2 separate regions of the Columba livia genome follow, and region 2 is linked to region 1. The links are chromatin contacts, called in public Hi-C maps. All regions are on one chromosome and are shown on one strand. The core of a region is the stretch at or near the end of the contact, and the rest is flanking DNA. Distances in the headings are between cores, read along the strand shown. Region 1 overlaps GAS2 (growth arrest specific 2). Region 2 holds the start of SLC17A6 (solute carrier family 17 member 6).

Region 1 (6,897 bases), core at 3,081-5,580:
CTTTTATGTGAAAGGGACTGGGTCAGCATCTGCATATCTAAAAGCACAGAGACTGCTGATCCAATCCACCATTAGTCTAAAATTACTTTGCAAAATGAAAAAGCCTTTGTAGTTTGTTATTGACAACTACAGATTGGGTCCCATAAGATTATGCTGAAAGTGTTAATAGGGGAAAGCATTTCCTTTTTGTTCAGTTATTTTCTTGTTGTGGTTCTGTTTCACAGATTAATCATTTTGTAAGAATCCATTTTACACTTCCTAGACACTAATACATTTTACATTAAAGATGAAAAAGTAGTTAATGCTTACAGTTTGGAACTAGTAACCCTGATGTATTAGAACTGAAGATGCAGCTGTTTAAGGAAGATAACACCAAGCTTTGCATTTTCTTATTTGAACCTCCTGCTTGCTGAGGTGAAAAGGTCTTGTATGACAGTAATGTAAATAATATGTAGCACAAAGTGAGAACATCTATCTTTTATAGGATGATGCTGCAATATTTTATGGGGTAAATTAAAGTTGATATTCTTCACTGTGGCTTTAGATAATTAGTATACCATGCTAATTAAAAAAATGTTGTGATATACGTTGTATACAGTATACATTTACACTATAAACATAACTCATGCTACCATCTAGAGAAATGACAATAAATGAGGCTTATGTGGTGGCATCAGTAAACTGAAGTTTCTGCACCGTTCATCAGAGGTTGCCATTGAAAAATCAGGATTCAGGTGTGAAGATACATTAATTATCTCTTGCAATGTTCTTTAGCTTCAGGGTGATATTCTTGAAGAACTTGTAGCTTACATGGGAATTTCCAACTGGACTTTATATCTTGACTCAGGAATGATGGTTCTACATAGAAATGAATTGGGCATGATTTAACAAAAATGGTATGTAGGCTTTAAAAATATTTAATACAATGTGGTTTGGCCTTTCCATTCCTGAAATAACAGGAAAAAGTTCAAGTGGATTTTAAAAAGTGTTTTATTTCTCTGTCATTCTTATCAGTGTGAAAGCAATGGTTTTTCCTCCTGTTGCATTTAGTTACACTTTGTATCCATTCATGTTGCTCACTAAAAACTATCTATATGTACTGTATTTTATTTTGAAGTTAAGCTCCATTGCACCTCTGTGGCAACGTGCACCTAAAGAACTTTTTACCGTAAACAAAGGCAGCAGGATTTTATCCCATGTGTTTACTGATGAGTTTATCCTCTTTGTTGCCTTCTAATTCTGACCAGCAGAAAAGCAGTAAATACTCTGTTTCCAAATCTTTGTCACGCTGAAATATAGAATATTGTGTTTTAATGAGAGTATTCATGACTTGCATACCAACGGATTTGTCAAGCAAACTGTTCCGCTAGGATGGTTTTTTTTCTAGCTGAAGGTGATGTGCCTGCTCTTCCTAAAGAGATCTGAGGCAAGTTGAGGTTTTATTTTTTGTTTCCATTCTCTTAAAAAATGAATATTGCTTTTAGAATCCAAGGTCTAGACTTCTCTCTCCTTCGTTTGACGCCTACAGGGCTGTTTTCCATGCAGAGGAACATGTAATTCCTCTTTTTCTATGATGTTGATTAACTGGATTGTTCATCAACTTAGAAATTTACATGGCATATTACAATATTTATCTCTTACGTTTAAAAAGTAATGTGTTTGTTCGAGATATTCTTTGCTCTAAATTAAATTATGGGGATTTTTTTTACATTGATTTTTCAAGATTCCATCTTGCTGTTATGTTCAAAATTTAAAAGATAACAAACCAAATCTTCAGCTGCATCTGTGTGAGTCAGTAGGAATTGATTTCTCTTTCAAACACCAAAAGAAAAAGTATTTATCAAGAATAATTTTTCTGGCGGTGAATGGATAAAGCAATGCGACATTTATCTGTAGCAGTTATGTCCTTGAATTATTTATTAACCTGTCTAGGAGCCAAAGACTATGAAATAGTCATAATAATTTAGTGTATCTATCTTATATATGTAATAATGTAGAGATATTACTTTCAGGATATATTGAACTAGTAGAAATTTTTAGATTTTTTTTTTGGTAACTACAATATAATAAATTTTTCCTTTGAAATGTAATTTGCTGTTAATAATTTAGTGCAGTATTAATAGTTAATTTTACTTCATATTTTAAAATTAGTTTCCTAATTTAATCATTAAAAAAGCCTGGTTGATAAATGCTCTTGCTTACAGCACAATAAAAAAGGCAAGAGGTTTTGAGGTGATGTGCACTCACATTTTATGGTATATTTTGGTCTCATTGCCCATTCAAGCTGTTTGTGCTGAATACATATAAAATCTAGTTTATGATCAAGATACACAAACAGATTACAATACAGGTTTTACTAGTTCTCCATGTCAGAGTCTCGACTAGGCTGGACCAGTTACCATCTCTGCTTCTTGAAAGTGTGACCTCTTTGTACGTGGTAAATGGAAATAGTTGCAGCAAACGACTGTCCCAGCTCACAGGGGACCAAAATGATCCTTCCATGGCTCCTCCATCAACGAAAGTTGTAAATACGCAACCAAGGTCAATATTTGAGCCTGACTTTATTTTTTGTGGGTTTGTTTAATATCTTCATGCCATTAGCAGTAGCATTTGTTGAGTCCAAGTCTGCTTATATGCTTTGTGCATCAAATAATGGATTTTCACATAAGTTATTTTCTGCATAGTTTTACTCCTCTAGCAATGGAACATTAAAAAGACTATAATTACTGCCATTTTGCCTTGATGAAGCTTATTAATTATCACGTGAATGCTACAAAGTGCCAGCTTGGAGACAAATGTGAGTTGGTCAACAAACACTGAAGCCAGTGGTAGCCCATAAAAGCCAAGGGATAAAACTTCTCACTTCTCCAAACGTGGAATTTGGAGTTAAAATTGGATATTAAGTTCTGTTGAAATGTATACCCAGTGCCATTAGTTAACCTTAACAACATTGTTTTCTTTGCTTGAGTCCAGAAGGGATTTATTGTGATGGTCTTGAAGTAATGAGTTATTTCCTTGAGGGATATCTATACATGAAAACAGGCTTTTCTATATATTTGCTCATTTTCTATGTTCTGTCAAATGTATTTTCAGTCTTTTCCCTGTTCAAATGTACCCCAAAAATGTAATGAAAGCAAATGAGATCTGCAAATGGGAAGTAAAATAGATACCTAAAAGTAAACTTGAAGCCAGTTTACAGCTTTAGCTTAAAAATCACACACGTCCACAACCCCCAAATGTCAAGGGGGTATAGTTACTACTATTTCTTCTCTGTATACATATAAAACACAGACATCTATTACAAAGAATGTAAGGATAATCCTGGCTGGCCTGAAAAACCTTCTTTGCAAAAAGTATGTGTTTTAAATATCAATATTCTGTTGTGTCTGAGGTGTAGAACCGCAGTGGCATTCAGAATTCCGTGTAAAACCTTTTCACCAGAGTCACATAAATCAGGTAAAATGACAGGCTGGCGTTTTAGGTAAACCAGCTTTCCAGAAATGACTCTGCTGTTTGTGCTAATTTCTTGGTTCGTGTTACTTAACTGCTTCCCCGTGATTTACTGAGGGGCAAGAGGGAGAAGGAGTCATTTGGTGTTTCATAAGGGTACAAAGAACCCTGTTTCTCTTTCCTTCCCTCCTCCCTGCCCCAGTACTTCCAAGTATATATATTAGTGAGCCAAAGAATGATATCATGGCGCTTTCGGGCTGAAAGTGTACATTGTTCTCAAGTCTCCTTCTCCTTAGTCTACTTTGGTAGAGTGGTGGGTTGTTTTTTTTCTTTAAATTAAATTTAGTGCTTGCAAAAGAAGCTATAGGAAGTCCTACATAAGGAAATGGAGCGTAAGCCCTGATTTTGAAGGAGTCAGTGAAAGCCTGCTCTACATGTGTTGGTAATTGTGTTTCATTATCTCACAGGTTCAGGTGTAACGTAGCTAATTTGCTTAGGCTTACTGGCCTAATTTCGGAACCCCTTTTTCCAACTAAGGAAAAGTAACAGCAAAGTGGGGATGTTGTTTGTTTGGTTTGAACTTTTTTTAATCAGATATTATAATTTAAGTGGTTAGTCTTGACCTAGCCCTAGTTCAAAAAAAAAAACCCAACAAAAAAACCCCACCAATCTCTGTGGAGTTAAGTTGGTTCTCAGTGCTTCAGCAAATCCCATCAGCACACAAAAAAAGGTAGTGAGGATAAATAAACTAGTGGGTTAGGAGCACCTGAATATGTGTACAACAGTAGGGAAAGACCTTTTGTTAAAAGTGCTAAGCATCCAGATCCCTTTTGTCAGCTAGTGAAAAACATTGCAAAATGTCCTTAACATACTGACTAGGCTTGTGATGCCTTTTTAGCTCCTCTGCCTTTTCTCTACTGTGATTTCAATTTTGTCCAAAAAGGCTGGCCTGAGGGTTAAGCCAGATGAGATGCCTTCAAGCTCAAAGCCTTATACTGTGTAATATGGTGCCTATGGTATGAAAGTCTTTGCTGTAGGAAATATGGAGATCAAGCGTTTGATCCAGGTCTGGCAATGTGTCTACATCTGTATAAAAGGTTGGTCAATGAATTCTTCTGCAAAGCCAAGAGTCTGGCTGCATTTGGCTTAGAGCCTTCAAGTAATTTTTTTGAGCTTCTAGTGATTATTAATACATTGCCATTTAATACTTCAGGAATTATGTAGTATCCCTGCTTTTCTAATAGTGAAGTAAAGAATCCGATAGAAAAATAAGACTGCTGATGGTGAGAGACGATGTTGACATAAAAACAGAAATCACATTTTTACATTGTCTTCTTCACAGGAGGAATTAATTCATGCTTCCTAGCTGTTAAAAAATCATAGTACTTGCTTAGGAGATACTTTGAGCAGAAAATATGGGAAGAATTTCTCAGAACTGGTGTTTAGCATCAGCAGTGCTGGTCTAAGGGGGAGGTCTCTGTAGCTTTGGGGCTCTCTCCAGGGCTACTGATTTGGTTTGTCCATGGCCATGTAAGAAGTTAAAACCCACAGTCTTATTGTAATGATGAGTTTCCACTTTCAAAATCAACCTAATAACAAAAACTAAAAGTATTTTTTTAAATAGAAGCTAAAACTAGCTTACCAGATTCTCCAGCCTGAAGCAGCTTTGTTTGGCAACACACAATTCTTTGACTTTATCTGTAACACAGAAATGGAAAAAAATGTTATGAACCAGTTGACCTACCGCCCAAATACACGTTTGTATTTAGGAAGCCTCATCTGCTTTATATACCATGTGCACACTTAGATGTGCTCCCACGTATCATTCTTGTGTCAGCTGGGTGGTTCTGTGTTTCCATACTACGCTGGACTTCGGTGGAAGCAAAGTCTGTAGAGCCAATTGTGAACTTTCTGAGACAAAGAATGAGAATACCAATCAGTTCAAATCTAGAAATACTCCCCTGCCTTTTCTTAATGCTTGACATTCATCATTCCTTCTTCAATGTTTATCATTGATTTCTCAAATATTCCCCATATCTCCCAAGCTTAGATAGTTTCCTACTGAGACACAGCTCTTGACTTATCCTTAAGGCATGGGTGCTGCCCTAACTGCTCCACAAAATGCCTACGGCTTCAAGCAAGTTCAGGCAAGCTGATCTTCTATGAGTATAGTGGTCACCTAAGTGCACTGACTAGCCCCCTCCTCTTGGTCTAATCTGACCCTGCCAAATCCCCACCTTGAAGTTAGAATATGCATGTGGTGAGAGACACCATGCAGAACATTTCTTCACCAAAAGGGTTGTGAAGCACTGCAACAGGCTGCTCAGGGAAGTGATGGAGTCACCGTCCCTGGAGGTGTTTAAAAGATATGTAGACAAGGTTCTTAGTGACATGGTTTAGTGCTAGAGTTAGGTTATGGTTGGACTCGATGATCTCAAGGGTCTCTTCCAACCTAAGTAATTCGTTGATTCTGTGACAGTAGAAATTAATTCCCCCAGTGCCAGCTGGGAAACTGATTTCTCACAAACAGTTCCCTTGAAGACCTGATTTTGTGACAAGTTACATGCCAGCAGGATCTGCTTTGAAGCAGACATGGCTTAGTAAATGTATCTCACTTGCCATGCAGTTGCGATTAATTTCTTTGCAGGACTCTGGGCATGAAGACTTTGGCCTTTAGTATCTCATTTGAAAGAGTGCACTTGTTCACTTTCACTTTTTATTATGTCACATTTGTAGAATTTCAGTGTATGGTTTTAAGAAGTCAAGCATTGTCATGCTTCATTCTCAGATTATTTTTATATAAGTAATAATTTACTCACTGTGGATGGATTAATGGATCAAATCAAGGCTTTAGGGATTTAACAGACCTGTAGATTCAAGTAGCATTTTTAGGAACTGCAACAGTAGCTCCCTCTAGGCAGCTCTGGCCATGTTTAGATTATGAAATAGATGTCATTTTGGACACATGGGGTTTCTTGTATGTCCAGATCGAGTATGCAGCTAGAGCTGTTTGTTGTGGCTTCTCTTCTGTGGAAATCTGAAGATAAGAGGAAGAGATAAGGTTAAAAAAAAGAATAAAAATCTTGCTTTCTCATGGTTTAAGATGTGGCCAGCACACCGCATACAGATATGGCACATAGAAAGTGCTTTCTACCCCACAGTTCAGATGTAGCAGCAATAAATATGAGAGAATATATGAGAAGGCATTTCAGCCACAAATGTTTCCATAGCTTCTTTGGGCTTTACTGGAGCATCACCCAATCACCTTAACAGAAAGAGAACAAACCAAAAAAAAACGAACAACAACAAAACAACCTCCCCCTCAGTTATACAAAGAAATGTTTTCACTGTGCAAGGTCATCTTGTAAACATTCATTAAATTCTCTATTGACACATTATCAAAGGAAAATCTATTATGCTGACGCTAAGCAAAAAGCACTTTGAAAT
Region 2 (6,897 bases), core at 2,552-5,051, 210 kb before region 1:
GGGACTTTTTAGTTCCATAGTCCCAAAGAAGGTGCCATAAAGAGGAGTGAGAATTAGATCAGAATTTTTGAGGCATGTTTACGCTATCCTCAGTCCCAAATAACTCTGTATTACAGACATGTATTTAGCGACATAACTAAGATTTTAAGCACATAATATATTTCTGAAGATGATGCTGTATCATTAAGAGAAATCTTTTGTCATCTTTGAATAGATGGAGAAAAAAATATCTCAGATTTTATCTGTATGATCATATGAATATAAAGTAACACGTGATTCATTTCAAGAAATTCATTTTCAAAATGGATCATAAAATACATATAAGCTCTGCATTAGTGACACTTGGGAAAGAGCAAACCCATATTGCAGTGTATTAGCAGCAAAGATAAGGTAAAAAATGAAATTTAAATAATTTGTGGGTTTAAATCACTGATATGTAGCACAGATGAAAATTTTAGCTTAGCGTATAGTTTGCTTCAGCAAAATGAAAAACTTAGAGAAATCTATAATGCTGCGTTGACTTTGTAGTCCTCTAAAAGGGTTATACTACATTTAGACACTGTTCTGAGGGTTATAGTGGAAAATTTTGATATTAGATATATAGTGATAAGAAAAACCAAGCTAAGAACCACATCTGTAATTCATCTTTGTCAACTAACTTGTTGAAATAGCTCAGACAGAACTTGTAAAAAGGAACTATTTATAGAAACAAAAGGGCAGGCAAGGACTCAGTCCTTTAGCCTTCACACAACCAGAAGAAAATCTTATTAGGCAAAGAGAATTGTGTTTAATTACAAGATTTCAGGATAAAACAATAAGCTTCCTGCTCTGTGTGAAAAACTGCAGGCATCTGCAGCATCCTGCATCATACCGTATCATCCCACAGATATTCTTAGAGCTTTTGCAGAGCTGCATTTTTTTACTGGGTGACTTTTGACTGAATCTCTTTCCTTCTAGTCAAGACATGAACATTCAGCAGTGTTATCTGGACTAGAATTTTCTGCATAGTGTCCTGTTTCACCTGTCACTGACACCAGTGGAAAGAGCTCACAGTGATTCCACTGGAGTTTGAATTAGGTCTTTTGTGAGACAAGTCTGTCTGTGACAGGTATTCATCATAGAAATGATTATTGATGACAATTTTATTAACATATATTAATGCTATGTTTTGTTTCTTCTAGAAATTGCTTATACTACCGAGGTTAAATCACTAATATATAATGTTAAAAAGCTGACAAGTCTCTATATATTTTATAACACTAATGACATCAGCATTCTGCTGCTCTTATTAGTGCCTCAAGTGAAACCACAACAGCTGAGCTTGATCAGAATGTGACTCAGGAATATCAGGATGTAACATGTGATAGACACAAAATTTCTACTTCAGATGGCTGCAGCAGCAGCTTAGTCACTCACTACAGCATTTTACTATAACAAGGTTGTTTGCTATTTTGCGTATTTTATCCAAATAAGTACTAACTCATTCTCCTCTAGTTAGAGTCTACACCCAGAAATGTCTCATTTGGCCTTAAATTCATTTTTGTGTGATATGATAAAATATTCATCTTTCCCAAACCAGTCATCATTTACTTATTAAATGCTATTATTTTACTAATAATTATTGCTGCTACTTAGTAGCCATAGTATCAAAAACATGCCACTGCTGAGCTTTGTATAAAAAAGGGCCAGAGCTCCTTGTATATAGTGTGCAAATAAACAAAGCACCCTTGCCCTGCAGACTTTACACCCTCAGATTCCAGCTCAGAAAAGTGCTCAGTACTTTTCTGAAAGGTTATGGAATCTGGCCCCATTTCATCCCTGCAAAACAATTTCCTGTTCCTGCTGTCCCTCAGAAAAATCTATCAACATGGGTTTTCTCTGAGCATCTGCAATGACACACGGGAGCCATGGAACACTGGGAAGAGTTGCTTATATAACTGTGCAGCTTGGTGTGTACTGGGAAAAATCCTTTTGGCAGCACAAGGGTAGTGAAGACGCTGCACTGAAACCTGTGCTGAAAACCACATGCAGTACCTACCTTGACTTAGAAATCAACTCTGTGTTATGATGCTAATTAGCAACATTTCAATATAGTTTTAATTTATTTTCTACTGTAGTACTTTGTAGTGCTTTTATAAATTTGAAAGGAAATATCGAAATTCTAGATGGATTAGTCATTAGGGAAATGTCAATATTAAAATAATTGGTCTTGTATAAACGTGCTTTGCTGCTGTAAAACTTCATTAACCCTCCACCAGAGGGCAACGTCAGAAAAAAATATTGATATAAATCCAAAGAGCAGTTGTTTTTAGGATACTGCAGCTACGACACACATTTTCATCAGGGAATCTTACTTTTAAAGTATGCTGTTTACATTCTATCCCCAGCTAGGAAGTTCCTTCATTTTAGAAGGATTTGTTTAGAGCACAAGTTATACTTTTTTGTTGGTTTTGTGTGTTTTTTTTTTTTTATTAACAAATCTACAGAAACTTTAAGATTAACACGAAGCCTAAGAGAAATACAATGGATATGACTTCTAAATAAATACTACATTTTGCATCTTCAATCTACTTTGAAGTATTTTAAGTCAGAAAATGACTACTAGATTCTAGAAAGAAAAATAATTCTGTTCAGAATGTGCCCAGCTCATTGCAGTGCTGTAAATGCCACAAATGAAGTCTAAATGTTACACTGGCCTACTTGGAGGCGTGAAAGAAGAAGACACAAAAGAGATGGAAAATATGAAATGCTTATGAGAAAGCAGTCACTAATGGATGCCTCATATGATACAATGTAATCTGTTTGAGTAAATACGAGTATAGAGATAAATATACCTTTAGAATAGATATTATCTATTTATAGCAAGAGCAGCATTATTTGCAGTTAATTCCCTGTTTCCCCAGAAGCGCCACCGACTGCACCAAGGCCACGTCCTTTCTCCACACCAACGGTGTGAGCGACGCTCACCCCGACGTGTGGCAAACCCCATGGCACCGAGCTGGACTCAAAGAGGGAGGTGGCCATGGGTTCCCCCTCACGGGGCCCCACTTGCGCGGACGGGAGCGGGAGGCGGGGACGCGGCTCCGCGGGGCGCGGAGGAGGCGCGGCGCTGTCCGCGGTGCTGAAGGGGCCGCGGCGCTGTCCGCGGTGCTGAACGGGGCGAGGCGCCTCAGGGTGCCGCTCGCTTCTGCCGCCGCCTTGGGGCGCGACCTGCGCGGCCGCGCTGGGCGGGTGGGAGCGGCGCGGGGACACGCCAGGGCTCCTCGCCCTCCGAGGGATTTAGCCTGCGACACCGGGGCGCGGGGGACTTCGTGGCAGTCTGCCTAAGCCGGCGAATCGCCCCCCTCCCCCTCCAGCTCTACAGCCAGCGCCAAACCGAGATTGCTCTGAAACGCTCCCGCAAAGGGATCTCCGTCCCCTCCCAGACGGGCATGGCACTGCCTCCACCCGCCGCCACTGCACCCTGCGAGGCCGAGAAGACTTTCTGACCGTGCTTGGCAACTCCGCGCTGCCGGGAACCCCGGCGGCTGCCTGCAGCGCTCGCAGACTCCCCGCTCGCTGCCGCACACAGGCGCGCTCCCTCGCCCTCTCCCCCCCCGGCTCCGCACGCCGTCTCTCCCTCTCCCTCTCTCTCTCACACACACACACAGCGCGCACGCTTCCTCTCGCTCTCCCTTTACCCGGAGGTGCACTGATGGCCATTTAATGAGGGGGGCAAAGTTAAGAGATTAAACCAATATGAACCATCGTTGCTCGTAGCAGTGCCCTATCCAGAGCAGAGCAGAATCTGGCGAGCATCCCTGCAGGAATGGAGTCGGTAAAACAAAGGATTTTGACCCCTGGTAAGGAGGGATTGAAGAATTTTGCTGGAAAATCGCTTGGTCAACTCTACAGGTAAGACTGAGATCTCTCTTAGGACTCTACCTCCTAGAAAAAAATGGAAGCTTTCCTTTACTACCAGCTGCTGAAGGAGGTCGAATGCTTTGGGGAGGCTAGTGGTGGAGGGTCTGGGAGCTGCTGAGATACTGCTGATATAATCTGGAACCTGGAAACTAGTGCTGAAGCTTCTCAATATGGCACCCTCGTAACTTCTCTATCTGATTCGTAGATGGTGTCAGTGAATATGTAGCAAAAGATTACCCCATCTTTTTCGCACAAAACCAGGATCCTGTCGAAATCACGATGAGGAGAGAGCAGCCCCCTGAATTTTTGTTCCCTGTTAATTTTGCAATGCAGTCACAGGATCTTTCTCGCTGCCTTTACCAATCATTAAAAAATAATAATAATAATAATCTTTCCTGGTTTCGATTAGTCTTCTCCCTTGTGTAATTCGTCGTCAGAGGAAGATAAACATGGAGATGTATAAATAATTGATATCCGAACGATTTTTTTTCCCTGAAGCTGAAACATATAGAGGGATGTGTTTAATTATTTATCCGTCTGCCTTGAGAAGCATCCACTTGCCTTATAAGTAATACACAACTGCAATTGCTAAACTCAAAAACATCGCTCAGCAGTGTGTTTCTGTGTGTACAGAACATTTCTACCGCCTTCCAGACCTGTACACACAGATAAACAAGCCCAAATTCTCGCATACCTAAAAAGTGTATGCCCCAAAGTTGACACATCGTGTTCCATCCAATCTGGCGACTTTAGTGACCTCTAGGATGCGTGAGAACAGTCTGTGAAATTCCAACGTATTTTTCTATTGTCCCTTTTGCTAGAAATTACCCTGAAGATTTTCTTTTTCCCTCAAATTACAGATTAAAGGCAACTGCGGATTTATCTGCCATGGGTAGGGCACGTAGGAGTCTTTTTCCATACCTATGCGGCAGTGTTGGGCACAGGGCTGTTCCACAGCGTGAGTCACAACTTCTGCTGCCATTTTCAGGGAAGGGAACATATCAGTGAAGTGAGAAAGACAAAATTAACGCTTCCATTTTAGTAGGAAGGGTACAATTTTGAAAAGCCAAAAGCAAAACCAAAGCCATCAACAACGCAGTAAATATCCTACTGGTTTGAGTCATATTTAAGTAATTTTCAATGATCAGAAAAATAAATATTGATAATCCAGAATAACTTATTGAAATGTAATTGAAGAAATAAAGCTCTTTTTCACCCTAAAAGAGTCTACAACTTATACCGATCATGCCTACTGCTTTTATATAGTCCCACAGGGAATAATGAAGAAACGGTGTTCGTATTTTACAGCAAAATTCCGTTTGAACGCCCCTCTTGATTAACTAATGTCCGATTTACAAATCTTTTTCAACTCACGGGACTGAATTATTTTGTTTTCGATTCTTAAAATTAAAACAGTTTTCCCGTGCCTTGTACATTGATTCCTAGTGTCTTCCCGACGACAAGAAACCCATTCAGGGAGAAAACACTTCTACATCATCCTTTATTCGAACGAACGAATTTAGAACATAAAACCACGGTGGTTTATTTTATTCACAACATTTTTTAATGTTGCGGTCTTTAAATATGGAAAGAATTCTTCCAGCAAAGAAAAATCGGAAGAATTTCAACAGAGTAACTATTGGAGAAAATCCCTGTATTTTCTCCAAAACACGGAGAACCTTTTGAGCCTGATTCTGCTAATTGTTAGTGCCCCATTAGCCGGATGAATTAACCTCAAAGGGATTCTCCTCCGAGGAGAATTTCTGACATGAGAAAACACTCCTAAAACAGGGTTGATGGCAGAGTGTCGGGAAATGGTCACGTATTCTCTCCTCAAGACTTCGGAGCCACGATGGATGCGGTTTGTCTTTTAAATATCTCAGTGATTAAGAAAAGAGAATCTTAAAGAGGCTTAAGAGATTCCGCATGGGACGCTCGCTCGGTAAAACCGATCTTTCTTACTACCGACACGGCTTTTTTAAAGCTTTTTCGCCAAAGAAGAAATAAAATGAAATGTTCTAAGTCACCTTTCGTGGATGGCAGGGTTGGTGTGGGCTGGTTTTGTTGTTTTTTTCTTTCGGTATTTTTCTGTTGATTCGAAATAGCTGCAAATAACCATTTCCCTTCAGATTCCTGCACATTGTTTTCTAGGAGATAGGATCCCCATGTGAAAACAAGGGAGTGGGGGCAATGAGATCGAGCTTAAAGCTGATCTGGGAAGGTTAAACCTGCTGAGCCATCACACTCTCTCGATGTGTAGCTGAGCAGATGAGATCTTTAGGAAAGTCTTCTCCGGAGATCCCAGTTCTCTAAAGACGGTCATATTTTCTTCCACTGCATGTGACAGCCATTTTGCAAATCTAAAATAAGTAGCAATATCGCACCCCTCCCCCGCTTTCTGTTGATATTTCTTTTGTTCCCAGAACTGAAGCGAGATACACACCAAGATCATCCCCCTTGGTGTTTCTAATAGAGCAAGGAGGGAATAAAACCTTCTCCAAAAGATTGTTTCCGTTTCCATACTTTGCCTCTTGGGCTACCCAACATGGCGCCTCTGCAGTGGTTACAGCTGATGTCTTCTTAATGCGTCCTACATATTTGAGCAGAAGTCTTTAATGATAGATGAGCAATTCTCAGCTAGAGCTCCTCCCTGGGCTCCTGCGGCGGGGGCAGCTGGGGATGACTAATCCTGACTCCCACAGGTCACTGCTAAAGAACAGCTGAAGGTGAACTGAAAACAAGGAGTATATCCTCAAATCAATCCAAACCGAGCCAAAGGGGCGGGGGGAGCGGTAAATTTAAACCTTCAGCTCCTCGAGGTGTGTTCAGGGCTTGATTTTTCCCTTCTTGTGCCGGGCAGGGTCCTAGAGAAGAGGCAGAAGCCCGGGGACACCATCGAGCTGACAGAAGATGGAAAGCCCGTGGAAATGCCCGAAAAGAAAGCGCCGCTGTGCGACTGTACCTGCTTCGGGCTGCCCCGGAGGTACATCATTG

The links. Hi-C and Micro-C count contacts between places; a contact is called where the count stands out from the background.
Region 2: a Hi-C map of liver shows a contact between it and region 1, with 2.5 times the contacts expected there. The contact joins the promoter of SLC17A6 here to the enhancer-like site in region 1. A contact is called at or near these places in 2 of 2 Hi-C or Micro-C datasets (crop and liver).

The regions. Positions count from the first base shown.
Region 1 is chr5:63,977,469-63,984,365 of bColLiv1.pat.W.v2, reverse strand. All of the region lies in intron 8 of GAS2 (growth arrest specific 2), which reads left to right. Among named protein-coding and RNA genes, the nearest start is that of SVIP, 37 kb to the right of the region's middle. Within about 2 kb of position 4,330, at least 1 of the 3 cell types and tissues checked has an H3K27ac peak away from gene starts, as active enhancers do.
Region 2 is chr5:64,187,789-64,194,685 of bColLiv1.pat.W.v2, reverse strand. It overlaps SLC17A6 (solute carrier family 17 member 6), which reads left to right and starts at 3,801. Exons shown (of 12, transcript NM_001282833.1): 1 at 3,801-3,894; 2 at 6,764-6,897. The coding sequence starts at 3,809.